Linked DNA regions of Mus musculus: all the other regions are linked to region 1. Evidence: chromatin contacts called from public Hi-C and HiChIP or PLAC-seq data. All regions are on one chromosome and are shown on one strand. The core of a region is the stretch at or near the end of the contact, and the rest is flanking DNA. Distances in the headings are between cores, read along the strand shown.

Region 1 (7,809 bases), core at 889-3,388:
GCTTGCATCTCTAAGTACCTTTGTCTCCCATCGAAGAGCAAGCAAAGGAACCCAAGGGAGGCCGAGGCCGCCCTGAGCCATGACCTCCGTCCTGTAGGAGCCGAGGCTGTGTCTTTCTCAAGGTATCTACCCGTTCCCTGCCTGGGTAGTTAGTGCTGAAAGTCCGGGTCTCGGATCTGTTCTCTAACCCCAGGTTTGTAGTCTAGTGAGAGAATGCACTGAGTACTGGCATTAGCTACTTTGCAGGTGTCGCTCTGCCATCTTCTGATCTGGGTTTCCCAGCAGTACGGCTTCCGGGACTCCTCTGCTCCAGGGGGACCTTCGTAGGCTTAAAACAAAAACAAAAACAAAAACAAAAACAAAAAACAAAAAACAAAACAAAACAAAAACTGTCCCGGAGGTCGTCCTGGCTGCCAGCTCTGCCTGCATGATGGGTCGTAGTGGCTTTGAGCCCAGCGCACTCTTGAGCTCCACCTCAAGGTGGCGACCGAGGCACGTAAACAAAGGCTGCACTGGCAGTTGGCACCCATGGGCTCCTCCACGAACTCCAGTTTCCCAGCGGCTCCTCCGAGAGCTGAATTGACTGTTAAAGGGGCCCTTGTAGATGGATCGTTGGGCCGGAATGTCAGCCGTGCGTTCGTGCGTGACTGAATGACTGAATGACTCTCTTTCTGTGTGTACACGCACGTGCGCGTAGCCTGCGCTTCTGTATCGCCGAAGCAGGCAGAAGCGCTTCTAGGATGGAAACTAGCCCCGTTTGGGACGCTGGAGCTTTCCTGGCGTCACCTGAGCCTGCAGTCCCCCCAACCCCCCTCCCGTCCCCTGTGATCTGGCTGGTCCGGGCTTCTGCCCACTGTGCGGCCTGAGTACCCTGGGTCAGTGAGCAACTGGCAGGACAGAGGGTTTGATTGCTGTGGCAAACAGCAGGTTTGCAGATCTCTGTTCAGTGACACCCACGATTTATGAGTGGCTCCGGTATATACAACTCTTTGCTGCGCTGGAGTCCTCTAGGGTGCGCGCAGGCCGACCCTAGGGGTAGGGGTAGTTGTGGGCGGAGAAGAGAGACACGGACAGTGAAAGAATAAGCATGCGGCAGTCATACAGTCTTACCTCAGGGACGAAGGACACGGTTCCTAGAACTGCGATCTGCACGGCCAGTGTGCAGCCCAGCTGTTTCTCCCGTAGGCGCTTCCCGCCTAACACCGCCTTCTGACTAACTTGGATAGGGCTTGAGCTGCCCCCTCCTTTTTTCCTCCCCTTCTTTTCCTTTCCAGACATCGCTTTAACTCAACCCAAGGCATATCCAGAAGTCAGTTCCGTATAGAGCTTCCATTCAGTCGTGGGGGGGGAAATCCGGTATACAGTTTCTTGTAGGCAGATGGAAGAACTAGATGGTTACAGGACTTTGGAGGGGTGCGTAGGAATGGCACGGGGTGTTGGTGGCAGCGAAAGACAGTTTCTTTGGGGTCTTCGCACTGCCGCAGGTAAGGCTCTCAGATTACAGCTGCCCTCCTGTAGAGTCACAGTTGTGGGCTAGCGGAGGGCGCTCTGCTGTTGAGAGGGGAGTGGAGGAGGGTGGAGTGGGAGAAATGGGCTCTGGACAGACTCCACCAGCACGCATTGTCTTGGTTGGTGTCTGTGCCGGGCGCTCAGCTGATGTCTTTGGGAGCTTTTGAACAAGGTAGACCCTCTAATACCCTCCCCCACTCTCTAGACAGTGTTTCAAAAGATGCGAATAGCTCTAAAATAAGTTTAATTTTTTGTCTGACTTCCCGTTCAAGATGTAAAAAGGATCAAATAAATGAAACTTTATTTGACTGTGGAGTTTATCCAGAGACTCAGCGACATCTCTGGTCTTTGGCCTTATTCTAATTCTATGGTAGTAATTACCCTTCGTTTCTTTAAGTGCGATAGATTTATTGCCTTAGAGACTATGCACAGTTTGATTGAATTATTCATTTTTTTCTTTGGTGTAGACTGCATCTGGGGACTCTGATGTGACGTGTAGATTTTTTTTTTCAGGAACAAAGGGAATGTGGAAATGAAAGAGAGAGGGAGAGAGAGGCTGGCAGATGTAATGAGACGCGGTGAAGGTGTACGCAGACGGGCACTCCCACGCCTCCTCCCTTCGGCTCTCACTGCAGCCCTGGGTAACTCGCAGGCTAACACAAACAGCTTTTCTCCCGCAGCCTGCCCTCTGTCACTGTAAGTACATCACCCTTCTCTTATCAGCATGCAGATTCCAGCCACGCACTCCCTCGCCTTGGCTTTGCACCTTTGACAGCAAAAGCACATTGGGAAATTAACTTTCCTAAGCTAGGAAAGGCATGTCTAGAAAACTTACTTTTTATTTATCTTTATTGTTCTTTGAAAACAGAAGTTCATGCATTTTTACCACTTTTCCTACCTTTGTGACAGTGCTCTGTTGCTCTTGTCACCGTGGCTATGCTTTTTTCAACTGGATGACTCTCAGATTCAGATGAAATTTAATGTTATTCTCCATCCGTTTAAAGTACAGGCGCAGTGCCTTGTCCTTCTGCGAAATGCTATCTTAAAGGACGAAGAATATTATTCACAGTTTGCTTTTGTTGCTGAAACCCGAGTTCCAACCTCTTTGAGGCACTGCCTGTCCCAAGGGCACTGTTATTTGGGAGCTGATACTATCTGCTTCTCCCAAACTTAAACAAAAGTGCCGCGGGCTGCGAGAGCGCTTGGGTGTTTGTCATCCAGGGTTAAGGAGACCAATGGCGAAAACTTTTCTCCACGCTGTAATTAAAGTTTTTCAACTTCTTCCCTTTTGCCTTTTACACTCGTTCACATACTCTTCGTTTTGTTAAAAGTTCTCCTTGGTGTTTTGGAGTGAGTGACATATTTGTCCTGTTTACACAGTAGCCATGAAGCCCTTCCTGCGAGAAGTTGGCCACCTTAAGATGAAGTCATGTAGGTCTGAATGATCCGCCCGGTTAGTGTAAAAGAGCCTTTCAAAGGGAGAATTCGAGGTTTTAACGGCTGTTCTATTTTCTTTCTTTCTTTCTTTCTTTCTTTCTTTCTTTCTTTCTTTCTTTCTTTCTTTCTTCTCTCTCTCTCTCTCTCTCTCTCTCTCTCTCTCTCTCTCTTTGCGTGGGTGTTTTAAATATTAACTTCTGAAGCAGGATTAATTGCATTGCCCTTCCCAAGTTCAGGGGGAACCTCTCTCCAGGAACGCGCCTTGTCTCTGCCAGTTCGTGCCTCTTCTCTGGAGGTGCGAGGCCAAACTTAACAAAGCCGAGTTGCCTTTGGTTGGTCGAGGTGCAAAGGGACACAAACACAGCGGGCGCCCAGGCAGCAACCGCAGCAGGCAGGTAAGTCAGCCCCACCCGCTGGCCTCTTCTTCCCTTCTCAGTCCTGGCATTTCAAAGGCTGGGTTCAAGTCGAGCTGGCTCCAGACCCTAGAAGTGAGCTTGTGTGTTCCAGGATTGGGATGCGGTGTCGGGTGCCCTTCATAGACTTCTTGGAACCCGCAGGCGTGCGGATCAGGTGGGAAGCCCACCAGACCAGCGGATGGATGCCTGGCTTTCTGCCTCACCCACTTGCGTAGTACAGCTGGTGCTCAAGGCTTTGGAGGAAACCCTTAGCAAGCACACACCCCTACTTCCCCCGGGCCACATGTCACCCAGTGCAGTCTGGATTGTGACGCCCAGACCCCAAACTTTAGTGTTCTTCCTTTGGGACGAAATATGTCACCTGCTCTGGGTTGTTTGCCCCTCAGCCATCTACTTTGGTACTAGTTTATGACTTGAAATCTAAAGCGGTCTCTTGAGCTCCTTTTCAGAAGGTACTAGGGCCTTGGATCACAGAAATCTTTTTCTTTTCCTTCTTGCCTCCCGCCAGCCCAGAGGCCTGTTTTCTGGTCGGCTGGTTCTGCTTCCCAGATCCCAGAATACTCTGTGATTTTAAAAGACCAATGTGCTGGTATTGGGAAAGCCAAACCTGCCTCAGCAATTAGGAGGAACCCAGTGGCGCCCATGTTTGCTTATGCAATGGCTCATCTGTTTGAATGGCTCTTCCCTGCGAATTGGTCTTTGACACCTATCTTGGCACTTCTCTTTGCAGCTTTTTAGGGCAGGTCATTTGGTTTGACCTGTAGGATTTGGACAGGGTTTCTGGACAGGGTTTCTGGTTTGAATTCTCAGGAAGGCAGCTGAGGCAGCTGAAGAGTTCAAGGCTCAGGAATTCAGAGCTGGGCCAGGTGGAGCCTTGCTCAGACACAAATGGGGGAAGCTTTCTCAGATGGAAGTGCAGATTTGGACTTTCCTTCTGGATGTTAGGTCTATGGACGGTCCAGTGTTCTAAGGAACACTGCTAAATAAAAATCTGGCCTACTAGGTACCCTTCATGGTTCTCTAGTTGTGCTATCTGGAGGCAGTTGTGAGCAATGGAAATCTCAACATTTCTTGTTAAGGACTCCTTTCCTTCCAACCAGCCTTCAAGCCATTTTAACACACAGCCTCTAAACTCTGAACCCTCCAGTTGTTTTCCAGAAAGCAGAAACAGCCAGTCTCTGCATTTCTCCAGGCTCATCCTAGGTGTGCTCTCTACCTCCATCCCACCTCTCTCTTGTCTGGAGTTCATATGGAAGCTAATTAACATGGAGTATACATTAGGAGCCTCTTCCTTCCATTGCCTGCTTAACAATTTCTCTTTTATTCTTGCTTCTATCTATGGGAGGTCTTCCTCTTGTTGCTCATCATTCCAGATTCTTCTGTTTACTTCAGTGTCTCTCCTTAGAAGGCTCCTCAAAGGAGCTCTCTTTTGTCAGTTTCTACAAAGTAGAAGCCTTTAAAGTCTCTGCAGCTTATGTTGATCAACTAGGATCTTGCTCCTAGCTTTGTTCCTGATGTAGGTCTCCACTGACCTCAGTTTTGTGTTTTTGTTTTTGTTTTTTTTTCCTTTCTGGGCCTTGCTTGAGGGAGGTCGACCCCTTGTACACTGCCTCTTGCCAGCAACCACAGATAGTTTTCTCACGTACCTCTTTCTCTTTTCTCAACTACCACTGCGGACACCATCTATGTTCCCTCTGGTTCTGGTCTTCCAGTTGTCTATGCCTTGAGAAAAGGTTCCAGGCCTCTCCTCATTTAGGCATTCTGCATCTGCCACACCATTAGTCCACTCTACACATAGCTCAGAGGGGGATCTTGATCCGGGCTAGGGCTTTTATTGTGGGAGGGACAGTGCTTTTTATTCAATAATTGTTTATATCTGAATGTGCAATTTTATGTGCTAGTCTGGTCGACTTAAAAGTTTTCAACATCTCCAGGCTTCAGTTTAGCCCTCTGGGATTGTTTCTTTCTAGTGTCTAGTCTTTGCAAGGCTGAGTTAATGCACATGTGTCACCCACTCAGTTCCATAGAATAGACAGACGTTCAGCCATTTTATTTATTGCTGTACAGGTATGAAGCTGTCTGTGGTGTTTGCACGTATCTTTTTATAGAAATTTTATTCCGTGAACTCTGTCAGTCATATGGCCTTCAGGACAAGGCTACCCACAAAGTTAGGGATTTGTTATGCCAATTTCTTTTTCTTTCAGTTTCTCCTATATTGTTTCAGTTTTTCTTCCCCATTCCCTGAGGTTCTGCACATTGATGGTTTTATGATCGGTTTCCTGCATCCTTTTTTCTCTACTCTGTTGACTACTCTTTCTCATCTGCACTACTAGCCCCCAAAGCCACTTTTCTCCTACCTGGTCCACATCCTTCTCCTTCAGGTGTTTCCCTCACTCACTAGTATGACCTTCTAGTTCAGTATCCATATTTTTTAACCTTCAGACTGTGCCACCTCCAGTCGCTTAACTTTTCGGAAGCTCAAAGGGCCATCCCTACTTTCCTCCCAATTGACGTCCTCATCCTTCGCCTTTGCTCCTCTTTTCCTCAGAGCTTCCTACCTCTCTCCCGCTTCACTTTACCTTTTTCTTGGTTCCTTCTCCAGCAATCCCAGTCCCTAGCAATGCTCCCTCGGTCCTTTCTTTTCAGCCTGCTTCTCCCTCACCTAGTTCTTGTTCCTTGGCCCCTCTTGCCCGGAATCGCCCTCCTCTTCATGCCCCTGTAGCCGTTGCTTCACTCTCTGCGTCCCGGGCGCGTTCTCTAATTCCAGTCTCTGCTCTAGCCGATCTCTCTGCCCTCCTCTCTCAGAGGCTTGCTCTTGCCTCTGCCTCCTGCTCTCCCCTCCCTTCTTCCCCGGCCCTTCCCCCTCCCTCCCAGCCGCCCCGCCTGGCTTGCTGCCTCCTTCGCCTCTTGTCTCATCTTGCCTGTGTTGTCTGGGAGGGGAGCCCTGCCTCCTCTCCCTCGCTCAGATCAATGCCCTGGCCACTCACTTTCTGATGTTGCACGACGGGAAATGCTTTGAATACTTACGACATGGCCGCTCACACTGATTGCCAAGATTGACAGCACTAACCATCGCCTTCACTTGTTTCAAGGGGGAAAGCCCCCTGTCACCCGGCTCCGCGTGCACCTCCTGGCACCCCGGCAGCAAACTTGTGCGCTCAGCGCTCCCCCCAGGGCCCGGGACAGGACACCCCCGCAGACTTGAGTTAACGGGCGGCGGGCCGGGGCCGCAGCGCTGGGGACCTGCTCCCTTGCTCCCCAGGCTCAGCTAATTGACTTAGCACCGACTCCCCTTTCTTTAATTTTTAAAATTTGTATCTTTCCCTTTTTCTTTAATGTCTTTTACTCCCGCGGCGCAGCGCACAAGGAACCCTCCCGAGAGGTACCATCCTGGAGCCCGCCCAGGTAACCGGGACGGAGCGAGCGAATTAAGAGAGCGAGGGAGGCTGAGTGAGAGAGCAGCAGTCATAGCTACCTGTTGGGGCGCCGTAGGGGGCAGGGGACAGGAGCCCCGCGTTAGGCTGGGCACTGGCCTCAGCGCCTCCCACTCCTGCCCTTCCCGGCACCTCTGGGGTTAGTTTCTCTGTACGGGGACGGCGGCTGGGGTGGGACAGCGGAGGGACGCGAGGCAGTCGAGCGCAGCCTTTGGCAGAGCCGCGGCTGGCCGGGAGGGGACTGGGAGGAGGGTGCTCGCCGGCGGGCAGGCAAGCGGGCGAGTCGAGGTAGAGAAAGGGGCCCGGCGCCGCTCCCTTGCTGTGGACACCCTGTTCCTCAGGATGCCTGCCTCTCTCGGAGAGTTGTGCCTTACTCCGGAGGCGGTGACAGATCTGCGTGGCGGGTTTCTGGTTTTCTTGCCCCCACCCCTTCCCCAAATCACTCCGAGAAAACACATGTTGTAGCCGCAGATAACTGTGCGTAGGACACCGAGGCAAAAGGGCAGGGAGAGACAGCCAAAGCCACCTTTGACAGCAGAAGTGTTATCGCCATCGCAAGTATTCGTCCGGAAATCTGTCTGCCCTCTTGGCCCACCTAATTCCTCCACCTTCGCCTCCCCAAGTAGATAATCTATAGAAGTGGGAATGAGATGAAAAAGAAGTCAGGTGGCTTAGAGAGTGAATTGTTAAGTCTCCGTAAAGTTCGAGGTAGGTATTTCATGGAAGTTCGCACAAGTGTGGGATGGAAGAAGTTGGTGTGCCTACTGTGTTGTGTTAGTGTTTCTCTCTCTCTCTCTCTCTCTCTCTCTCTCTCTCTCTCTCTCTCTCTCTCTCTCTCTCTCTCTCTCTCTCTCCTTCTCCCTCCCCCTCCCCTCTCTCTCCTCTTCCTCCCCTCTCTCCCTTTCCCTCGCTCTTTCTATTCTCCAGCTTAGGGTTCAGATGGGGCTCTTGGATGGCAATGCCCTTTGTACCCACAAGAGGGCAACATCTTGAGGGCTTTGTGAACACTGGAT
Region 2 (7,795 bases), core at 4,138-6,637, 630 kb after region 1:
GAATATGTCAGCAGGTACATGGATGAACGCAAGTCACGGGTCCCCATGATTGCAGGCAAACCCAGCCTCCCAGGCCAGCCAAGAGGAAGATTACTTTCTGGTTTGGTCGATTAAATGCTGAGGTTTTCTGTGAGTTAAACCCAAATCGGCTTTGGAATGTGTTCCCTCTCTCTGCTGAGAGAATGGGCTCCTTGTCATCTGCTAACACTGGATAATATAGCAAGCCCCAGGCTGTTGGGATGATTAGATGGGATTCTGACCATCAAAGCCCCGGCTGCTGTTGTTTGGGACATAGTGAGGCCCCTAAATTCTGGCTTGCAAGTAAACTGAGGCTGGGGTGAGGGTTAGGCAAGGGCCAATAAAGGAAGAGAGCTTCACACTCAGTGGAGCTCTCTTTGGTGTCTTCTGGTCTTGAGTTTTGTGGCTTCAGGTTTGGGTCAAAGTCATTCCTGCACACACTGTCTGCAGTAACCTGAAGAAAGCCAATTCCGTAATCTCTCCGACTCCAGTGACTTTATTGTAACAGGACCCACTGGGTACAGTTGCTGACAATTTACCCGCTCATCCACACCTTTCTTAAGCCCCAGCTTCTGTCATTGGCCTCTGAAGTCTTTTCCAGAATGGCCAGGCCAAAAGAAACTGGAAGTCTTCAGAGGGGACACACATACACACAGAGAAAACACACACAGGAAACATACAGACTTCTCTCTCTCACACACAGACACACACACACATACACACATAGACACACTCTTACATACTCTTTCTCACACGCACATTCACACACAGAGAAAATACACATACAGAGAAAATACACATACAGAGAACACATAGACTCCTTTCCCCTCTTCCTTACACACACACACACTCACAGAACACACACAGAGCCCCCCTCTCTCACACACACCCTAAATCATTTGCTCCCTAGTGCCCTATTGCTCTCATCTCTGTCAGATTCTTGAGTCTCTGTTGCTGACCAGGCTCCTGCCTCAGGGCCTTTGTCACTGCTATTCTTCAGTCTAGAATGTTTTACCCCTAGAAACTATACAGAGGAAACTGCTACACTTAGTCCCTGTTCATCTGCCCTCCTCCTCAGGTGGGCCACCCTGATTTCCTTCTATCCTATGAATCTAGGACCCCTCTATTTGCATACCTAGTACAGTTTTCTTTGTGATGCTGTGGGCAGTAGGGAGACACTATTTTATATGTTTGCATCCTGCTGGTATCCTGACAGACATGCAGGATCCAGGACACCAGAGATTCTGGCTCAGCAGGCCAGTAATTGACTAATTATCTGACAAAGCAACACACAAGACAGCACCTGACACACAGGAACACTCAGAATTATTAGCTACTCAGTGGAATGACCTCGAATCTGCAGCCCGAAGAGCTAGCATTGCCCCATGGATCTTTACTGTGCAAGCTCAGAGAATTCATTTACCCTCTCTGGGCCTTTGGTGGAACAAAAGGAGAGCCTGGGTTGCAGAGTTGATGAGTGACATCCAGGGTCAAGCAGAGGTCAGTGGATAGGAAAACAATTTGCCTAGACCAGAGGACCTGGGAATACAAAGGGAGGACTGTGTCCCTAGGAACGCCAGTGTGTCTAATTTCTCACCACACCCCAGCTGAGCTGTGTCAGGTGGTCCCACGGAGGGTGGGGGAGGAGAACTCCTTTGACTGAACGACTGAGAGGCTTCGTGGAGGCCACTCAGTTTTGCTTTCAAATAATTTCTTCAGGGCTCCCAAGTGCCTTGGTGCTGGTACTCATTAGCAGGCTACAGAACTTAAAGAGAGAGTCTAATTAAGGAGACCATTCCCATCACTTACTGTGAGGGGCGGGAGGGAGTGCCCCAAGGCCTGCTGGGGCCCTTCTGCCTACACATGAAGGCCTCTGGGCTCCCAGCATCAGAATTGAGCTCAGGAGCAAATGCCGAAGCCACAGGTCAGGAGGAGTCTGCTATTGGGAGCGAGCCATCGTTATTATATTTTCTCAAATATAAATTCTGGAAAAGTACACAGGACCGGGGCATCTTGGGTGCCTGGGGATGGGTCTGACTCTTACTTGTCAAAGAAGTGCAATTATTGACTCTGCTGTTAATGAGGAACGTGGAGTGTGCAGGCTCAGGGCAAAAGGAGAACAGTGGGGACAGCCTGGATTGGCAGAGAAGATTCCAGAGGCTGCTTCCATGTGCTGTGTGGATCATGTGTGAATGTGAATGTTGGAAGGCCCATTCCTGATCCCCTTGGAAAACAGTGGAAGTAAAAGAAAAAAAAAAAAAAAGAAACATAAAAAACACCAAAACAGAACAAAACACCATTCACATGCTTGTAGGAGCATTAGCTTTGTATGTAATAGTGGAGGAAGGTAGCCTAGAGTATGCTTTGGGTTCAATCAATAGAGACAGACCTGCTGAAGGAAGGAAGGAAGGAAGGAAGGAAGGAAGGAAGGAAGGAAGGAAGGAAGGAAGAGCTAAGCTTGCCTACCTTCACATAGTTCATACCCAGTGGAACCTATGTGATAGCTGAATGAAGAAGAAGCTAGACTGTAGGTCCTCAGAACTCTCTACAGTCCCTGAGGCTATGGGAATGGAGAAAGCATTACTGAACTACTCAGGCAGTGACTGAGGCAAGGTCCTTCCCCATGAAGGCTACAGGTTTTTGTTATCCTGGATCTGGCAGAGGGTACTGTGTGGGATGCTCCTGTTCTGGGGCAGAAGGCAAAGCTGTTCTCAGTGGGATCCTATGGCTTCCCATGGCTCCTTCCCACATTATATTGACTGGGATGTTGGTAATGGAACCTCTGGGGCTATGTGCATGATGAAGACAGGGATGCCCTGGAGCTTCTACTTCACCCAGGACCAGAGACTGTGCTCAGCCTCTCGTGCTTGTGCTGTGGTTATCTCTGTACCATCTGCCTGGTGTGGGACTGTGGTGCTATCCAGATTCTACAGAGGACATACTGTCCAGGGTTGGGGGATGACATTGAAGTCTGAGGATGAGGTTTGGAGGTTGTCCCTGTCTGTCTCCTTCCTAAGCAGTGGTTAGTGTGGAAGCAGAGTCTGGCCTCCTCTGGTAAAGGGAGTCCACTCTGCGAGAACCAGGAAGAAAGACAGTGGCTCCTGTCATAAGAACACATGGGAATGGTTAAAGCCTGGAGACCAGAAGGAGCTCTGTGAACCTGCAGCTGTAACAACCTCTAGAAGCCATTCTCAACCTGTGGGCCACAACCAATTTGGGGGTTGAGTGGCCTTTTCATAGGGAATGTATATCAGCTATCCTGCATATCGGATATTTATATTATGATCCAAAACAGTAGCAACATTATAGCTATGAAGTAGCAATGAATTAATTTTATGGTTGGGGCTCACTACAACATGAGGAACTGTATTAGAGTCACAGCATTAGGAAGGTTGAGAACCATTGGAGACTCTTAGCAACATGTAAGTTGATGGTGCTAGGGCAGGAGTGGAGAGAATGGAGCTGGCTCTTTCCCCAGATAGCAAGCATGGCTCAATGGAGAACTGGTGTCACCCCAGGGGATCCTTGGCCCCTACTTTTTTTAACTTTATATTTTTATGCATGGGTGTTTTGCTTGCATGTAAGTCTATGTACCATGTGTATGGGTAACCCATAGAGACCAGAAGAGGACATTAGATACCCTGGCACTGGAATTACATATTGATATAAGCTACTGTGCAGGTGCTGGGAACCAAATATAGGTCCTTTGCAAGAACAGCAAATACTCTTAACTGCTTGTCTTTTTTTTTTTTTTTTTTTTTTTTTTTTTTGGTCTGTTTTACTGCTGTGAATAGTCACCATGACCAAGGCAACTCTTATAAGGACAACCTTTAATTGGGGCCAGCTTACAGATTCAGAGGTTCAGTCCATTTTCATCAAGGTGGGAGCATGGCAGTGTCTAGGCAGGCATGGTGCAGGAGGAGCTGAGAGTTCTACCTCTTCATCTGAAGGCAGCTAGGAGAAGATTGGGCTTCCAGGCAGCTAGAATGGGGATATTAAAGCCCATGCCTACAGTGACACACCTACTCCAACAAGGCCACACCTACTCTAACAAGGCCAAGTCTCCTAACAGCGCCACTCCCTGGGCCAAGCATATACAAATCATCACAATGCTATTCTTAACTCATCCCATTTCTCCATCCCTCAGATTCTACTTCTTGGCTAGGACTCAGCGAATGTGTCCTGCTTTCCAAGAAGTCTTTGGACTTGAGTCTCACAACATCTCTCCTAGTGCAGCAAATGTCCCTCTGTAAATTTCCTGGGGCTGATCTCTGCCTGGGTAATCTGGGGTCAGTTGCTTGACTTCCTTGTGTATGGTTTTGCCACTGGTCAGTAGAGGACAGTGAGAACACTGGGGTACTGGGTGAGGAATGAGAGGCGAGTGCTCTCTTCTGCAAGGCTGGGGGTAAGCCATCTACAGTCCTCCCACTTCTCCCTCATCCCCATCTCTTCGTTTTGTCCTGATCTCAATGCCGGAGTGGAGACACTGCCCCAAAGTTCAGCAGTCTCTCCAGCCACACCAGGTAGAGTAGAGGTGGCTGTAGGCAGAAGACTCACCCCTGGATTTGTGCTCCTTTTAGCAACCCAGCACTTTCTTGTCTTATCTAGTAATCCACAGAAGACAAGTGGGGAGAGAGGAGTCTCACCTCCAACCCAGTGCTTAACAACAGTGCTTAGGACCACTACCAGAGCCTCGGCTGTGGCATTTTGTCTGTACCTTGGGTTTGGTGTCGTGGTCAAGGCTATCCTATAAACCAAACAAGACGTTATGGTTACAGTAATGATGGTGATGGTACTGGTGGTGGTGGGTGTATCAAAGCTCCCAAGACAACATGTGACTACATACTTTTTTCTGTCTATCCCTCCTCTTTCTAAGCGCTAGTGTTGGGGCTGAAGGGGCTACAGGGTGGATACCATGTAGCCACAGACCACAGATCCCTACTTGGGAAGAAAAACAAAAGGCCTGTGACCCAGCAGAAGTTATGGCTTCCTACTCCCAAGTGTGGTTGGCACATTGTTCAGATACTTGGAAGGACCCTAGATGATTGATTTCTAGTTTATAGACACCCTGTCTCCCTCCTCGTGCCATCTGTTGACCCCAGGTGGGATGCCCGTTCTGGCCTGACTTAGCTTTCTCACTACTGAGGTATCAGCCCAGTATCTTGAGATTAAGCACAGACTCAGACCTGAAAGAAGCTTTGTTTCTAGGCCAGCTTGGTAGCGCTGCCTTCCTGAGTCAGCTCCCCAAGTCAGGGGCCATGCAAACCACTCAGGGGCTCTCTGATTGCTGGGCTCCATCCAGTCCCAATCAGCAGGCACCATCCACAGGCAGCTTCTTCCCTCCCCTCTCTGCCCAGCCCAGGCTGTACAGTGGTGGATTACAGGGCTGAGGCTGGCAGCCTGCCCTTGGGTTTCCTGAGACTGCATTAGGGGGCTGGGAGCATCCTGGAGTTCCTACCCTGGGGGCCTCTTCTTCTCAGGCTGCTCAGCCAAAGCAGAGGCTTGGACTCTTCCGTGTCTTTTGATGGTATTGTCCCCTTCCTTGTGACTAGTGAGGATTCTAGAAATTCCCCTCCAACCTTGAACAATGACAAATCCCATTCTTTTATTTCCAGAACACAAACTTCACCTGAGATTTCTTAAAAAAAAAAAAAAAAAAAAAAAAAAAAAAAACCAGATAGGCTTAAATACAGAACCACCACAAGGTGGAATATTTTAGGAATATTCCCATCCAATTTAGGAGCTTCAAATGCAAGTGTTAACTGTCCTTCCACCTTCCTCTCTCTCCTTTAGCTGTTAGTATCTGCTCATAAATGCCAAAGCCCAAATGGAACCCGTTGAGCAGTCAGACCCAGTAGAACAACAATGAGATCTTGGCTAACAAAGTGCCAGTGTCTGCCAAGCCAGTTTATCCTTTATTTATTATTTTCATTGTGGCTTAAAATACAAAGGCCTTGTGGCTAAGCCTGGAAGATGGAGCATGTGCAGTAAGAAGCCTGCCTCTGATCAGAGGCCGCAAAGGAGCTCCGAGACTTTCCCCTTCACCTCACTGGCCAGTGACTGAGACTAGACACAGCATGTTTTGAATTTACAGAGAGATCTACAGCTTTGGGCTCGGTTTTAGTACTTTTAAAAAGCAATCAATAATGGCCAGTTTGTAATAAGAAAAATTTATGAACTGACAGCCAAAATGTAATTACAGAGGGGATCCCTTGCAAGAAAAAAGAGGTGATGTGAGCAGACATCTCGACAATCTGTTTGCACTCGTTTGCGTTCATATAAGTGATGGAGTGCTTCTGGGTTGCGCGGGCGCTCTCCGGGGGCTTGTCTGGAGCCTGGAAAAGTCGCTGCCAAAGTTTTGGCTAACGAAGGGTAATGGCTCCTGCGTTAACTTCTCGTTGTTACCCACCAAATCGATTTTTCACAGTGTTACTTTTATGGCTAAGGCTACCAGGTGGTAGCTTCTACACCTCATCTTCTCGGTCCCTGAGAAGCTAGAGATACAACACCTGGACCTTTCTGGAAACCAGGGCAGTGCTGCAGCCCACCTCAGGAGGCTGCTGTCCTTTGCTCCCGCTTGGTACTTTGAGCACACTGCTGAGGACAGATGATCACTCTGGATGTTTTCTAGAAACTCTCCTAGGTTGCTTTTGTTGCTATGATAAACACCATGATCAAAGTCAACTTCGAGAGGAAAATACACTTGTAGGTCATAGTTCATCACTGAGGAAAGTCAGGGCAGAGCTCAAGGAAAGAACCTGGAGGCAGGAACTGAGGCAGAGGCCATGGACAGTGCTGCACATTGGCTTGCTCCTCATACCTTGCTCAGCCTGCTGTTGTCTATACTCCAGGACCACCACTTGCCTCGGTTGCTGCTACTCACGATGGGCTGGACCCTCCCGCATCAACATCAACCGTTACTCAAGAATATGTCCTCAGGCCAATCTGATGAGACGCTTGCTTAATTGCAACTTCCTCTTCCTAGATGACTCTAGTTTGCGCCTAGTTGTCCCAAACCTAATAGTATAGCATCTTTGGACGTCTCTGGGCATTATCCAATTTCAAGACACTGGGCACCACGTGTAGCCTTTCACCCACACAAAGACTCAACTAAGACTTTGAAAAAACATATTTGTTTCAGTTCACCAGGGCCTTTGGGGGACAGTGCGCCTACTGACATTGCCAGATATCTGAGGGAGCTTTTACTCTGCGAAGTTCCACCTTTCCTGGTTACATTATGTTTCTTTCAACTCTTTCTTCAAGTACTGAGATTTGAACCCAGCACTTTATACCAAGTTACAGCCTTAGCAGAGACTTGTTCAAGAAATGGAAATGACTGGCCCTTCCCCTCTCTAGGCCCAGAGACAAGAGAGACACGACTCACTGAGAAACATAAGTAACCTCAGCCAAGTGCCCTCAGAGCCAAACCCGGGACCCAGAGGACACTTGAACTAGCCATTCCTGAAACAACTTAGAGGGAATGGCTGCGTTTCTCAGCTCACCGCAAAGAGAACACAGAGAACTTCGCTCAGTATCTCAGAGGACCCGGAGCAAAGAGCCAGGCAGACAAAGCAACATCGAGAACAAGGTCAACTTCCCGTTAACTCGCAGGAGGCTGGCATTTCCAAGGTACCCATAGTCTTTACTCTCCTCTTCCCTGCACATTTCTGTTTATGGAGGTTGACCTGCTTTTCTCAGGGGTTCAGAAAAAAAAAACAACCCTGGAATTTGCTGTATATTTGGCCTCAAGGACAGGAAAACGTCCCAAGGTCCTGTG
Region 3 (6,783 bases), core at 4,282-6,781, 800 kb after region 1:
ACAACCAGTGCTTTTAGAAAGTGGTCTCCCCTGTAGCACAGCTCTCAAAATACTTCCACTATTTTAAAGGTCAGATCTGCCGTCCTAGGGAGAATTCTGATTAATGGGGCTCATCCTAATGTTGGAAATGACCATGGAGGGGACCTGTATGTTCTTTAGTAAAGAGGAATGATGCAAGTGTCTGTCATTGACAGCTACGCCCAATAGTCTGGGAAAACCAGTTCAATGTAGGGTACTGACTCTCGATCAACTTTTCCTTTGCTCCATTTAGTCCCTCTTTGGATTTTCTTTTACTTTAAAAATGTACATATTGTTTATCTAGTAGGCAAGTGGAGCATATTAAATGGTGTAAGTAACCTGAGGTGTAATGTCTAATGTCTGGCACATTCTAAAAATCCAGGTCCCCTTGGGAATACGTCTTGATTAATGTAAACAGAGCTGAGATTTCAAGAAGTAGAAATTAAGGACAGGGTTGATATTCCTGATATCCCTAATTAAATTTTCTGTTTTTGTCTAAGTAGTGTGATGGTGGTGAGGGACCTCAGTCTTTCTGCGCAGTCTTCGCCCTTACATCATCAGTCTGAGTCACAGTGCTTAGAGGATGCAGATGTTCTTCAGCATCTGGGACCACTCTGGTAACTGAAAGACAAGTGAATTGTTCCACTGAGTTGCAGAGGACACTCCATGGAGAGCAAGGCATGTTCTGGGCAGTCCTGCAACTCTTTTCATGACCACAGGTTGAGGCTTTACTACATGGCCTTGGAGATCCTTAAGGACATCCCTCTATTCAGAGACAGATGATAAACTGAGGTTCCATGGAACTCACACAGGTCACAAAGCGCCTTATCAGCAATCCGGAGGTTTTCTTAAGATTGAAGGAGAGCTGGGAGAGAAGAAAGCGGTATATGCATGGTCCCTGTCCTCACTCATGCTACCAGACATCCAGATCCTGCATGAGGACCATCACAATACATACTTAAATTTTCTTGTGAATATACAGGCCAGACATACCCCATGCTCCCTAACTTTGGCTGTCAGCTTGACTGCATCTAGAATCAACTAAAACACAGGCTGCTATGCATTCCTGTGAGGGATTGTCTTGTTTGGAAGATTTGAAGCAAGAAGATGAACTTTAAATGTGGTCAGAACCTTCTGGTGACAGAACCATGGCAGAAGGAAGCTTTGCCTGCTTGTCCCCATTCTTGATGGCAAGTTCATCTATTCTGCTGTTGCAGCATCCCTTCACTAATAGCAGAAGCAGCTTCTTTGGACTTCCAGTGCAAACTCCAACCATCTTCTAGGCTTTCAGGGCAAAACAGGGACAGCTGAGGCATCCAGATTCATGAACTGAGAAGCTACAGGTTCTTAGCCTTCCCAGTGTGAAATAGCCATTGATTGAGTATCCAACGCTGACCACATCTATAGTCTAATCTAATGAAACAAATACCCTTTATGTTTTAGTATGTTTTATGTATATGTATGCATATATACTCTCTCTCTCTCTCTCTCAGTTCTATGTTTTTAGAAAACTCTGATTAATACATATCCCTCTTTTGTATTTGGATGCTCACTTAGGCATTACTAGTCAAATGTGGCACTCTCTCTTTGGAGCTTCAGAACATGCTTGTCACAACCATTACAAAGAAATCTGATTGGACGTTAGCCATATACACCTGGAAGACTTTAAATCTTCTGATGGCTAGCCTGCTGCTCTTTCTTAAAACTTGCATCAGACTGTCATGTTGTCCCTATAAGTCAATAATGGTGGTAATCTACTGAGAGGTGCTTTGTGACTTCCAAAGTAACTGAGTCTGGTTCTCATCTGAAGACAAATAGGAAAGACCTGAAGAGTAAAAACATCTACTTGTTCTGGGTCCTGGGAAGTTATTCTAAACTGTTGAGGAGGATGTAGATCCTGAGGAAACACAACTTTCATACATTGTAGTTACTTTGACTTAACTTCCATGCCCTAGAGTAAACTTAAGGTTTCTAGTGGGTGGAGTCTTAGAAACATCTACGTATTTGTATGCCCATAAGCATGTCAAACATGCCAGGCTTTGTGTGTGTATCATGCCTGTGGCTCCTGCCCAATGTTGTGTGTAGGTGCCACAGCATAGAGCAGAATGCCTTCCATGATAACAGAAACATACATTACACATGCTGGCATGTGTGCACATATGTATGTGAATGTATGTAGATTTTACCCACAGTGCTTGCCTCTAAAGCTGTCATCCTGTGGCAGATGCTGCTTATGTGGCTTCCTGGCTGACTCCCCAGGCCTCATTAGCACATACACTTGCTCTCCATTCTTCTGATCACTCATCACTACTGGTGGCTGGATGCTTGCCAGGTAGAAGGAGAAATTCCTCACAGTTTTCTGAGGATCCACATGTCTGTATCAGCCCTAGGTTCATCCCAGGACCAGGAATAATCCGAAGGAACAAGAAGAGAATTTAGTTTATTCATTTGGCTATCTCTCCTAAGACCCTCTTACTGGTGCCCCTTCTATTCTTCTGGCTCATGTGCCCTATCTCAGCCTTCCAGTAGTATATATTAAAGGCAGGCTCTGTCATCAATTTCAGCCCATAGTGTGTGGAACTGGTCTTGAAGCACAGTCCTGTGGATGATGAAGATGTAGAAATGATCCACATGAGATAGCTACTGACAACCATGATGATTAGGCCAACTGAAAGTTTTGACTCTGGCTGGCAAGATGGGTAAGCACATTGACTGCCCTTCTGAACGTCCAGAGTTCAAATTCCAGCAACCATATGGTGGCTCACAACCACCCATAATGAGATCTGACGCCCTCTTCTGGTTCGTCTGAAGATAGCAACAGTATACTTATAATAAATCAAGAAAGAGAGGAAGGAAGGAAGGAAGGAAGGAAGGAAGGAAGGAAGGAAGGAAGGAAGGAAGGAAGGAAGGAAGGGGAGAGAGGGGGGAGAGAGGGAGAGAGAGAGAGAGAGAGAGAGAGAGAGAGAGAGAGAGAGAGAGAGAGAGAGAGAGAAAGTAAAAGTTAATTTTGACTCCTTCATCAGTGGCTAGGCCAAGAGTGAGCTCGTGCCTCTGGAAAGTCTGTTGGTGCCCAAGCTCAGGAGTGCAGCATTTATAAAGACAAAACCATAATTGCATCAGTATTGGTGTAGAGGCTTCTTAACATTAGTGAGACACTTAGAGTTTTCTGGTAATATCTTCTCTCTTTGTAAGATTCAGGGGTATCTTCTACATACTGCACCATGGTCAAGGTCATGGATGGTTCCAGAAGTGTTGCCAAGGTGGAGGTGGCTGTTAAAGATGCCACCAGAAGACCAGGAATGTACCATGTTGGGATAGAAAGGCGTTAACTTAGTCATTTCAAGATAACCCTAGGTAAATTAGCAATTTCTTCTTCATAATTATTTCTCAGTTCTAACCAGATTACAGTGTGACCTCTGGCTACCACCTCCAGGCCTGCCCCACCATGATAGACTCTGATTCTCTGAACTTTGAGCCCAGATAAACCCTTCTTCTGCTGAGTTGCCTTTTGTCAGGTCACAACCTCAAGAATAACTAATGCATGGGTAATGGAAGCTGAGATAGAAGTTGGGTGTGGGTTAGGAACAAGACCACTTTCTTCTCTGTGACTTGCATGCTCTCTTTGAGGCTGGTATAAATTTCAAGTAAAACTGAGCCGCTATTCATTCCATTCAGCACTTACTAGGCACCTCTATTGTGACAAGCCTATCTCTTTCCTTCAAAGAATGTTGGCATTTGGATCAATAAAATGATCAGTGAGCTGCCATGCCAGAGTTCCACAGAATGGTCAGAATAAGCAACTTTCAGATATGACTCTCGTCATGGTTCAAGATCGAGGTGACAGTAACACTAGCAGCTGCTCTTCCAGAGAACCCAGGATCAATTCCTAGCAGCTGAATGGAAGCTCACAACCATCTGTTATTCTAATTCCAAGGGATCTGATGCACTCTTCTGGACTTCAAGGCACTGCGTGGGTGTGGTACACATGCATACATGCAGGCAAACACTCATGGTTGATAGTGGATTGGCTTCTATGGGGACCACGAGGTAAATGCATGTTCTAAGCTGTCTTCTTCTGGTAGATGGCCAGAATCTATTTCCTCCCTGTGCCTCCACAGTGCTTTATCTTTCTGAGGTGACTACATTGTCTCTCACCAAAGCCAAAGTCTTCCTGATGTCATATTCCATTTCTTGACCTGGTACAAAGGCAACCCTGTAAGGTTTACAAGACTCAAACAGACAATGAATAAACAGAATTACGGTTCAAAAGAATCACTGACACTCCATGCCTGACCTACATGTGTAAAACTGCTGTCAAGTAGTAACCCCCTTTCCACTTCCATGGTCCAAAGCACTTCCTGATATAGCTAGGCTGCCCCATACCCTGCATTTCTGAAGTTATTGTCTTTAGTCTACAGCCTTTCCTCAGACATCCCTATGCCCTGAAGCTTGCTTTTCTAGATACTTGCCAGACTTATTGAGCAGGGCTGGTCCCTTTTGGGTGGTTTCTCTCTGGTTAAAAATAAAGGTTAGTCTTGATGGTTAATTTAGCTGGATTGAGAAGTATCTAGAAAGTTGATAAAACTCACTTCTGGGAACCCCCTGTGAAGGTGTTTCCAGATACAACTGGCATTTAGGTGAGCACACTGAGTGGCAAGATCTGCCTTGAATGAAGGCCATACCATCCAGAGGAATAGAGGAGGCCAGCCTGACAGGATTAGGCTAACTTTGTTATCTTCTGCCATCTCCATGGACATCAAATGCCACTTTGTCAGCCACTGAAAATGAGCTGGGCCAGAGACTCTCCAAATGCTTCTGGACCCTCAGCTTTGAAATGGGGCTGCACCATTGGGCCCTCGTGTTTCAAGGCTACCAGCATCAGGCTGCTCCTCCAGCTCTCTGCCCTGTAACAAGCAGTCATTGTGGTCATTACGGAACTACCTAGCTTCCATGTGTGTGAGCCACTTGAATAAACTTTATAATTGTATGCTCAGAATAGACTTGAAGCTGTAAGTGGCCCTTTCTGGTTTGCATACCTGTGTGACCACTGCAAAGGCCCTGGTCCAGCTTGTCTTCATTTAGGGTCCTGAGCTTGAAGGATGAAGAGGAAGAAGTGCATCAGCTGTACAGTACCTGACTGTTGCAGCACCAGGGTATAATGGCACTTCTGAGCTCTGCCTAGGGACTTCACTCTAGCAAACAGAAGCTGACCTGGACAAAAACCATTAGAGATCAGGACATATCCATACCCCAGCACGCTCCTGGCATAAAGGACCTAGCTAAATACCTTTGCAAAGCCTATATTGTGCAGGATTCTTGTACCGCCTACCCGGCCATCCCCATACTATCAAATCTTTCTTGAGGCCTTTGTTGTCAAACCAAATATAGCGCTCCATTGTCTGGCCTTCCACCCATTCTGGCTGAATAAAGGGGCCTACTCCCCAGACTAAGGGGCGCAGGGCTCCAGTGGTCTCCTCAATGCTATCTCACCACTGCAGCCCACACTGGGAACCTTCAACTCCCCCACCCCCCAGCTCTGCTCCTGGGCCTGTGGCTGCACCATTGATACCCGTGCATTCTTTTCCAGAGGTTCCCACGAGCATGTCACTAACCATTTCCTGGGCCTTATCACCAGGAGGGGGAAAAAAAGGAGCGCCTTTGAAAAGTGGAAACAAAACATCAGGCTTCATTGTTGTGTGACTTCCCGGTCACAATCAGGCCTCCCCATCACTCAACATGCAGAGACTACAAACGCAGACTAATACAGACACTTGGATCTGCAATTTGACCAGGACATTTATTGTTCAGTATCTGTAGTCTCTGCTCTGTGCTTGTGGCTTTTAAAATTTCCTTTTCAGTGCGCTTTCCACCGGCTCTGTTCAGAGGGAAAAAAAAAAAAGGCCCCTGGCTGCTGGTTAACTTCAAGGAGCCACTGAGTCAATTTGTAAACTTTGAGGTGAGGAATTTCACCAGAAATTCCTGGGGGAAAACAGCTCTGCGTTCACCTTCTGTTTTGTACCTTCCCATTCTCCTTTCTGTTCCCTCCATATGCATATATACCTCCCTCAGCCCCTGGATACCTCAGTTTACCTAACCCTGACCAGGGTTGCTTCTAATTGATTTCTTGTCATAAATGAGGAAGGCATCTCTTTACTTTAAAATTTTACTGTTGCTCCTTAGACACACATGGGTCTGGACATTCCAAAGAAATGGAAGAGATGAACTTGGAAACCTTTGATGCTGTGGAGAAGGAGGAGAATGCAGTGGCCTGCCCAGTGTTACACGGTCACTGGGTGACAGTCTGCCTGAAAATGATGTGTCCAGCTGTGTGTTAAAAATTCTCTGAAGGGCCTGGGAAGATGGTCAGTAGGGAAAGTGCTTGCCAAACAAGCAAAGGGGAGAGAGAGAACCAACTACCAACTCTACAAAGTTGTCCTCTGGTATGTGTGTGTGTGTGTGTGTGTGTGTGTGTGTGTGTACTGGTATGTGTGCTCCTGTGTTCAGGTATGTGGTATAGAGACTAGAAGTCGGTCTTGGGTATCACCCCTCATGAGATCATCTCCCTTGTGATTTTTTTAAAGACGGTTTCACTCACAGACTTGGAGATGACACAGTAGTTTAATCTGCCTGACCAGTGAGGCTTGAGCTTCTGTCTGTCTCCACCCCTCCAGAGCTTGGATTATACACAGTCACCACTCCTGGCTATTCTCTGCTGGCTGTGAGGATTGAACTCATGCTCTTCGGCTTGAAGGGCAAGCACTTACC
Region 4 (6,717 bases), core at 638-3,137, 710 kb after region 1:
CACATAAAATAAAATTAAAAAGAATTGGTTAAACACCTGATTCTTTCTATTTCTGAACTCATGTGGTTATAATACCTTATGAAAAACAATAGTTTAAAAATTATGACTATAATGCTATCATCTACCATATAGACTTCAATCAAATTTTCTAATTGTCATTTAATTGTTTTCTTAATGGCAGACAAACAAAAATTCTTCTTCTAACTGTGATCATTAATTGTATTTATCTGTAATGTCTTTCCTCTCAAAAAGCATGGGGTGGAAGTGGGGGTGAGGTGATGGCAGGATGGGGACAGATCATCCCTCAGATCTTTGCCTTTGTTATTGACTTTGACTCTTCCTCGTCTTTTCCTCTTTCACGACATCGACACGAAGAGTGCTGGTCAGTTTTAGGTCACCAGCCCATCAATTTAGATGTGATTTTGGTTTTCACGATCAGATTCAAATGAGTCGTTTTGGCAAGACATCATAGGGGTTAATGCTAGTTATTCTCCTTACGGTGGATCAGCCTCGGGATACAGCTCTGCCCCGATAGGACGGTGTTAACTTTGATCACTCAGCTAAGGTGATAGCTACAGGCTGCTTCATGTATTCACCATTTCCCTCCCTGAAATGAATAAATATTTTTAGAAGAGACTCTGACTAAATATATACCCCATTTCTCATCAAAATTCCACCTGCTAGTCTCAGCCTAGATTTGTAATTCCTTTTTAAATCACTTGTCACTGTTGCAGCCAAAAAGTCATCTCATTTTATCGAATTCTTTACACCGTTGTTAGTTTTGACGTTCCACTGTAAAGAAGAATATCTCTTTTTTCTTAAAATTTATTCATTCATTGTTAATACAATTTATTTCTTAGTCTAGGCTCAATAATTTATTCATATATACATATATATGCCATTGGTTATAATTAGTTATTATTACTTAATCAGATTAAGAAACTATTCCAGGCTTAACTAGTGAGAGTCCCTTAAAATGAATTTCTACAGCTGGGGAGGTTGCTCAGTCAATGAAGTGCTTGCCATACAAGTGTAGCCACCTGCACAGGCACCTGAGTACCTCCCCTAGGACCCATGTGAAAGGATGGGATTGGCACCACCCACTATTAATCTCAGTGCAGGGGAGAAGGAGACAGACGATCCCTAGACTGACTGAATCATAAAGTTCCAGGGCAGAGTGAAACTATTTCAAACAAACAGGTGAATGGCAACACATAGACACATACGCACACACACACATACCATGCATGCACATGCACAGGCACATGCACGCATGCATGCATGCAAGCACAGAGCCCAAACATGAAAAGATCTCTATGTTCTTTTAACATCTTAACACATTTTTGCACTTTGGTACATACTACTGGGGACAGGCCAGTGTTTTGTTTTGTTTTCTCAAAGAGTCTTTAATTCCTACAGCAGTCCTCTGAACTAGGCATGTGGATGTCCTACAGAGGCACACACTAGGGCCTTTGGGATTATGTGACCCAAGAGTGTTTTCTGATGAGCTGAGCTTGTGGGATCCAAGGGGAATCCCCTGGCCTTTGGTTGACCTACATCACTGTTGGTCACTACTCATACATTTATTTTCTAAACCTAATTCTAAGCTATTTTGGTGGGAGAGTCTATGTTTTAACTTATATCACCCAACAATTCCAGTGCACCACGGGTGTTCAACAGAAACTTCACACTTGACTCAAGAAAGCGCCTGAAAAGTCTTCCCTCCAGGCCAACTCTGGAGTTAGTTATAAAAACATTGGTGACCAGACGTCTTAATTATTGCTATTCTTTGTAAGGGATACCATCTTCAAGTGAGAAAGAGAAGAGCAGTCTGTTTGGCTGGGGAGGGGCAAACCCAATAAAGTTGCCAGCTGCACTCCATATCTGTACAGCAGCAGAACAAGCCATCCCACACTCCCTTGTCACTGTTACATAAGCCAGAAGACACCAAGAGTCATAAACTAGCCCACAGTAGGAATCCTTATCTTCAGCCGATTATGAGACCACATGGAGGCAAGTTCACAATAAATGATATTGTTCTAATTAAGACCTAGTCAGCTGAAAATTAAAAGCACAAAATCAAAACCCCTCTGTCCTTGCAGACATCCGGACCAGGCGGCTTTTTGATGGTGATTGTCTCCGTGCATCTTTCCGTCAAGGACTGAGCCAAATTGCACCATTTGTTCTAATTAGCCCTCTCCTGAGATTGCAAAGTTTCTAATTACCCAGGGAGTTATTCCAAACTCCTTCCTGAGCTTCCAGGGTAGAGGTTGTGCTGGAGACCTGAGTCAGTTCAGAACTTGCTGCCAAGAGGCCACCAGCAGAGATCTTTCCTCCTAAGTAGACTTATCAAGGAAATGTAAGAGGGATGGAGAGATGGCTCAGCAGCTAAGAGCATTGGCTACTCTTCCAGGGCACCCAGGTATCAATTCTCAGCACCACATGGCTGCTTACAATCATCAGTAGTTCCAGTTTCAGGAGATCTGATACCCTCCTCCAGCCACCACAGGCACCAGGCAGGCACATAATAAACAAGCATATAGACCATATAGGCATGCAAATCACCCATGAAAATAAAACATAAAAAATGAAGATGTTATAGCAAAGTAAGAAAGGGATTGGAGGGGATCACCCGCACTGGCCTCTTCTCGGCCAGGTTTCCAGCTTTCTTTTCCCAGGCCTGCATACAAGGGGCCTCCCTGGGAAGCACAGCTCACCTTCCCTCACTGCCAGGTCCTCTGGCTCTGCTCAAGCTTTATGTGTGTGAGACCGCAGCCACATCTGGGAACACAGGACTCTGCCAGAGTCCCATGGATGGTTAGGTCCCTTCTTAAGAGCTTCAGCTTTGGTTACTGGCTGTCTTAGGACAGTGTCACTTCACTCTTCAGATTTGGGTTCTTGTGCTGCCCTCTGATAGCTCCTCTGGCCAAGGAGTGGTCAAAGCCCACACAGCTTCCAGTCCTAGAATGCCACCCATCCCCCACCCCCTTGCTGATCTCTTTTAATCCTTCCTAAACCTTTACACATGTCCCCTTATTCAACTCTCCTTGTTTGTACCCATCTCTTTCCTGGAAGATCCAGAGAATAAGTAACTTGGATCTTCAGCGGAGACTGAGAGACAAACATCATGTGTGGCACACCTGACTTGATTCCACTCCTGAAAGCTTAGTATAAGGAGTGCAAACTTTAGTTATGCAAACTAGCAAGGATGATGCTCTGGCAGCAGGCTCTTCCTGCTTTCTCTCCATCTGCCCAGGCAATGTCCTGCATGTTTCCCTGGTACTCACTCACTTGTGCCATGAGTAACCTCGTAAGACAGACACAAGTTTTATGCTTTAAAGAGAAAGAAACTAAAGCACAGAGAGGTCAGGGGTCACCTCTAAGTTCCTGCATCCCAGGGTGGGAATCATAACCAGAGGTTCCAGCACCAGGGCCTGAGTTCCTTATTTCTATATGAGATTACCCCACATGGACAGAAAGTTGGTACCAACAGATGTTGAATGAAATTCCATTAATCACCCAGATTATAAAACCATCTGAACAATCACTTTTTTTTTTGAAGAAAAAAATTCACAACATTTGGGAGTCATTTTTAACTTTGAGACTTCTGGTGTAAATGTGGACACTCATTAGTGCCATTTTCAGCAAAGTGTATTTTCTTTAGGCAGGTGGATCAAATGTTCAAGTGCTATGTAAAGGACTCCAGAGATTTGGTATGGTCATTAATAGACCTGGAACCTCACTTCCTTTGTGAGAGTTTGCTAAGTCTCTACACATTTCTCTCATCTGATGTCCACCTCCTTTGTCATCATCTGACCCAGCCACTACCACTACCATCACCATGCCTTCGCTTAGAAGACTCAGCCACATATTTTGAACATAATCTTAAACGAAGAGACACTGTGTCTTGGCCTGAAAACAAAATCTTGTCACCTCCACTGTGAGCTGGTTCTAAAGTGGGACTGACTACTAACAGGGCAGGCAATTACCTTGGGAACTCAGATGTAGATGGTGTTGAGAGTTAGTCTCATTGAGAAGCAAGGTGAAGGAGTTTGAGTTGGCAGTGAAGGTAGGGAGGTGGAGTGGGATGCAGTGGAGTGGAAGAGGGGGCAGGCTGATAGACAGGCATGCATTTAGTCGAAGGACTCACTGAGACTCCTCTGAAACTCAACACTATCTCCGGCTTTGTGGCTTCTGGCTCTGTTCTGCAAGTATCCTTTCATTCTCCAGGTTTTCACAAATGCTATGGCTTCTGTCTAAAAGGATCTCACCTGTCTAGTGAAATCTCAAGCACAGATGACCTCCCTGATGTCCTATGAGTTCAACTGGAGTCCATGCTTCTCATTTCCCCAGGTTTTGGTGGTGGGCCATAGGTGACGCTGTGCCTACCATTATTTGTGTATATGGTGACTCTACCTACCTAAGTGCATAGAGCAGAGCTTTATCATCCTTGTGAATACTTGGAGAAGGATGTATGCTTCATTTCTCACACTTAATAACATACACATCATTTCTATATACTGCTACACAAACATGGCATTTAACATACTGGAGATGGCTTACATTTTAGAGGACCTGTGCCATTAGGAAGTTTATCCTAGTTCTCAGTCTTAAGAAATGCTTGCTGGTGTCTTATCAAATAATGAAGCATCAAAATATATTTTTTGTGTATAATCCTGTATAATATGTATTTCATTTTAATCTTTGATCTATACTCACTTCTGACCTGTTGGTGATATCTCTATCACCAAGGGAAGGCATCAATTATGAAAGTTTATGTTTCTTCCCATCCTGGCAGTTACTGGCATCAGGTCTTGCCCTTGACCATGTTTTTCTTGGTTGTATGGTTGGACACCCATTTTTCCATGAATGAACTGGCCAAAGTATAAAATGACTATCTTGTGGGTGTGTGCATTCACACAAATACCATGTCACACATATGGAAGTCGGAAGACAACTCTCAGGCATTGGTTCTCTGTCCATGAGGGTTCCAGGGTTAGAACTTTGGTCATCAGGCTTAGAGTCAAGTGCCTTTATCCTTTGAGGCATCCTGCTGGCCCAAACTATTACTGTTTAAGAAATTGTTCTTGCTCTGCACACATAGTAAAGTTAAAACAAGGAAACAGAACCTTAAAATTGCAGCAGATCTGGGTGGGATGTATGTCATATGCATCAGCAGATAGCAGCACTCTGAGCTTGCTTTGTTTGTTTGTTTATCCCTTTCTTTCTTTCCTATATTCTGAGAAATAGAAGCTATTACCTAAAACTTAAAACTGGAAAGGGGTGGGGGGTGGGGGGTGGAAACTGGTTGTACAAATCACAATGGTAATTCAGCCTACATCAACAGAGAGCATATTTGATCAGTTCCTGGTGTTTAAGGATTCTCTCTCTCTCTCTCTCTCTCTCTCTCTCTCTCTCTCTCTCTCTCTCTCTCTCACACACACACACACACACACACACACACCTATAAATAAGAAGAATTAAGTTTCAAAGCCTGGATGGAGAAGAGATCTCTGAGATAAAGAGGTTTGGGCCCTGTCCAACCTCCAAGACCTTATAAGGCCTTGGCAGGGAATGGAGTTGTACCACTGGGCAGGAGTGATCAAATCTAGATTTAAGGACTGAAGGAAGAAATTTAGAAGCCTGAGGCACAGTGAGCTTCCCAGGGGAGAATGCTGGAGAGACTGGTGACTGAAGCATATCTCATTTGTGCTAGATTATGCACTTGTTTTGGGTGGGATGATTGAGTTAGATGCTAATTGTAGGGCATTGGGCTATACACAGACAGTCTTGTCTCCAGTCGAGCTAAGGTCTGAACTCCGGAGAAACCCAGTGGTGATAATTCACCTATATGGGATAGAAGGAGTTCCCTCATATCTCCTGGACCCTGGCTCCTGTCGAAGTTATCGCCCCCACAACCCCCACAGGAGAAGCATGTGGCTAGTAGTCACTTAGACAATGTCCCAAGCGTCTGACCTTTGGGCTAAACTCCTCCCAGTTACCTAGCAACAGTAAGATAACAGCCCACCACAAGAGGGGCTGTTTGGCCCCTCCTCACTCTCTCCTCTTTCTCTCTCCTCTCGCTTTCCTTCCCTCTTCTTTTACTCTCTTGCTCTATCTTTCCCTCTTACTCTAGCCTTTCTTCTCTGTCTCCTTTTCCCCGTCTTGGCCATGGCTGGTCCCTCTCTCTTTTACCTTCTCTCTTTACCCCTGCCTTTCTACAATAAAGCTCTGAAACCATGGATTGTCTCCGTTCATCAAGGCCTGCTGCGCTTGGATGATGGGATAGGCTTTCCTCTAATGGTTTCTAATTTCCGGATGGAAGGCCTTCCTGTGCTCCAGCCAAGGCCCAGACTAAGGACTCTCGCCTTCGTGGGAACTTCTCTCCTTCTGCCCTCTCTCCTGTAACTCTGGGGCCTCTAGTATTGGAGGGGGGCAGGGACTGCCCCTTATCCAACCCTCACCCCCCGCATCGAGTGGGGCCAGTGGCTTAGATGCCCACCTGGGACTGAGTGGAAAGCATCTGGCAGCCCTCCTGCGTCTGCCTGCCCAGAGCACAGGAGCTCTGGGCGGACATGGGCTATTCTCCCTCCCCCTCTTCCCCTACCCCCATAGGCCACAGCTAATATCTATCCATGGGTGGGAAGCAACAAGATGTCAAGGCTGCTTGATTTAACTAAGTCCCTTAGAACCCAGTTCCTTCAGAAATATCATAGG

The links. A called contact is a pair of places that touch in the nucleus more often than the background predicts. HiChIP or PLAC-seq counts read pairs in DNA pulled down with a chosen protein or histone mark.
Region 2: an H3K27ac HiChIP or PLAC-seq map of embryonic brain shows a contact between it and region 1, with 6 times the contacts expected there. The contact joins the enhancer-like site here to the promoter of Sox6 in region 1. A contact is called at or near these places in 20 of 39 promoter capture datasets (the 3T3-L1 cell line, 3T3-L1-derived adipocytes, the HPC-7 cell line and 13 more), 1 of 15 datasets of contacts at CTCF or cohesin (stem cell-derived epiblast-like cells), 6 of 484 Hi-C or Micro-C datasets (the G1E-ER4 cell line, the HPC-7 cell line, the N1E-115 cell line and 3 more), 21 of 115 datasets of contacts at active chromatin or transcription factors (SST interneurons, astrocytes, bone marrow-derived macrophages and 17 more) and 3 of 9 other capture datasets (embryonic stem cells, macrophages and pancreatic islet).
Region 3: an H3K4me3 HiChIP or PLAC-seq map of embryonic midbrain shows a contact between it and region 1, with 12 times the contacts expected there. The contact joins the enhancer-like site here to the promoter of Sox6 in region 1. A contact is called at or near these places in 24 of 39 promoter capture datasets (3T3-L1-derived adipocytes, the C10 cell line, the HPC-7 cell line and 15 more), 38 of 484 Hi-C or Micro-C datasets (the Ba/F3 cell line, CD4 T cells, the HPC-7 cell line and 26 more), 17 of 115 datasets of contacts at active chromatin or transcription factors (cardiomyocytes, craniofacial prominence, embryonic basal ganglia and 12 more) and 5 of 9 other capture datasets (adipose tissue, embryonic stem cells, liver and 2 more).
Region 4: a contact with region 1 is called in a Hi-C map of the N1E-115 cell line, with 6 times the contacts expected there. The contact joins the enhancer-like site here to the promoter of Sox6 in region 1. A contact is called at or near these places in 16 of 39 promoter capture datasets (the 3T3-L1 cell line, the HPC-7 cell line, the SN4741 cell line and 10 more), 4 of 484 Hi-C or Micro-C datasets (the HPC-7 cell line, the N1E-115 cell line, Sertoli cells and 1 more), 19 of 115 datasets of contacts at active chromatin or transcription factors (SST interneurons, T-cell acute lymphoblastic leukemia, craniofacial prominence and 14 more) and 3 of 9 other capture datasets (adipose tissue, embryonic stem cells and pancreatic islet).

Annotation. Positions count from the first base shown.
Region 1 is chr7:116,033,073-116,040,881 of GRCm38.p6, reverse strand. Sox6 (SRY (sex determining region Y)-box 6) reads left to right here and starts at 2,138. Exons shown (of 16, transcript NM_001025559.3): 1 at 2,138-2,205.
Region 2 is chr7:115,409,238-115,417,032 of GRCm38.p6, reverse strand. No RefSeq gene overlaps it. Among named protein-coding and RNA genes, the nearest start is that of Gm45999, 15 kb to the right of the region's middle. Within about 2 kb of position 5,387, at least 25 of the 459 cell types and tissues checked have an H3K27ac peak or open chromatin away from gene starts, as enhancers often do. A contact at or near this core is called in the G1E-ER4 cell line, the N1E-115 cell line, astrocytes and 2 more, where this site is marked.
Region 3 is chr7:115,232,854-115,239,636 of GRCm38.p6, reverse strand. No RefSeq gene overlaps it. Among named protein-coding and RNA genes, the nearest start is that of Gm34282, 100 kb to the right of the region's middle. Within about 2 kb of position 5,531, at least 13 of the 459 cell types and tissues checked have an H3K27ac peak or open chromatin away from gene starts, as enhancers often do.
Region 4 is chr7:115,323,656-115,330,372 of GRCm38.p6, reverse strand. No RefSeq gene overlaps it. Among named protein-coding and RNA genes, the nearest start is that of Gm45999, 71 kb to the left of the region's middle. Within about 2 kb of position 1,887, at least 6 of the 459 cell types and tissues checked have an H3K27ac peak or open chromatin away from gene starts, as enhancers often do. A contact at or near this core is called in the N1E-115 cell line, where this site is marked.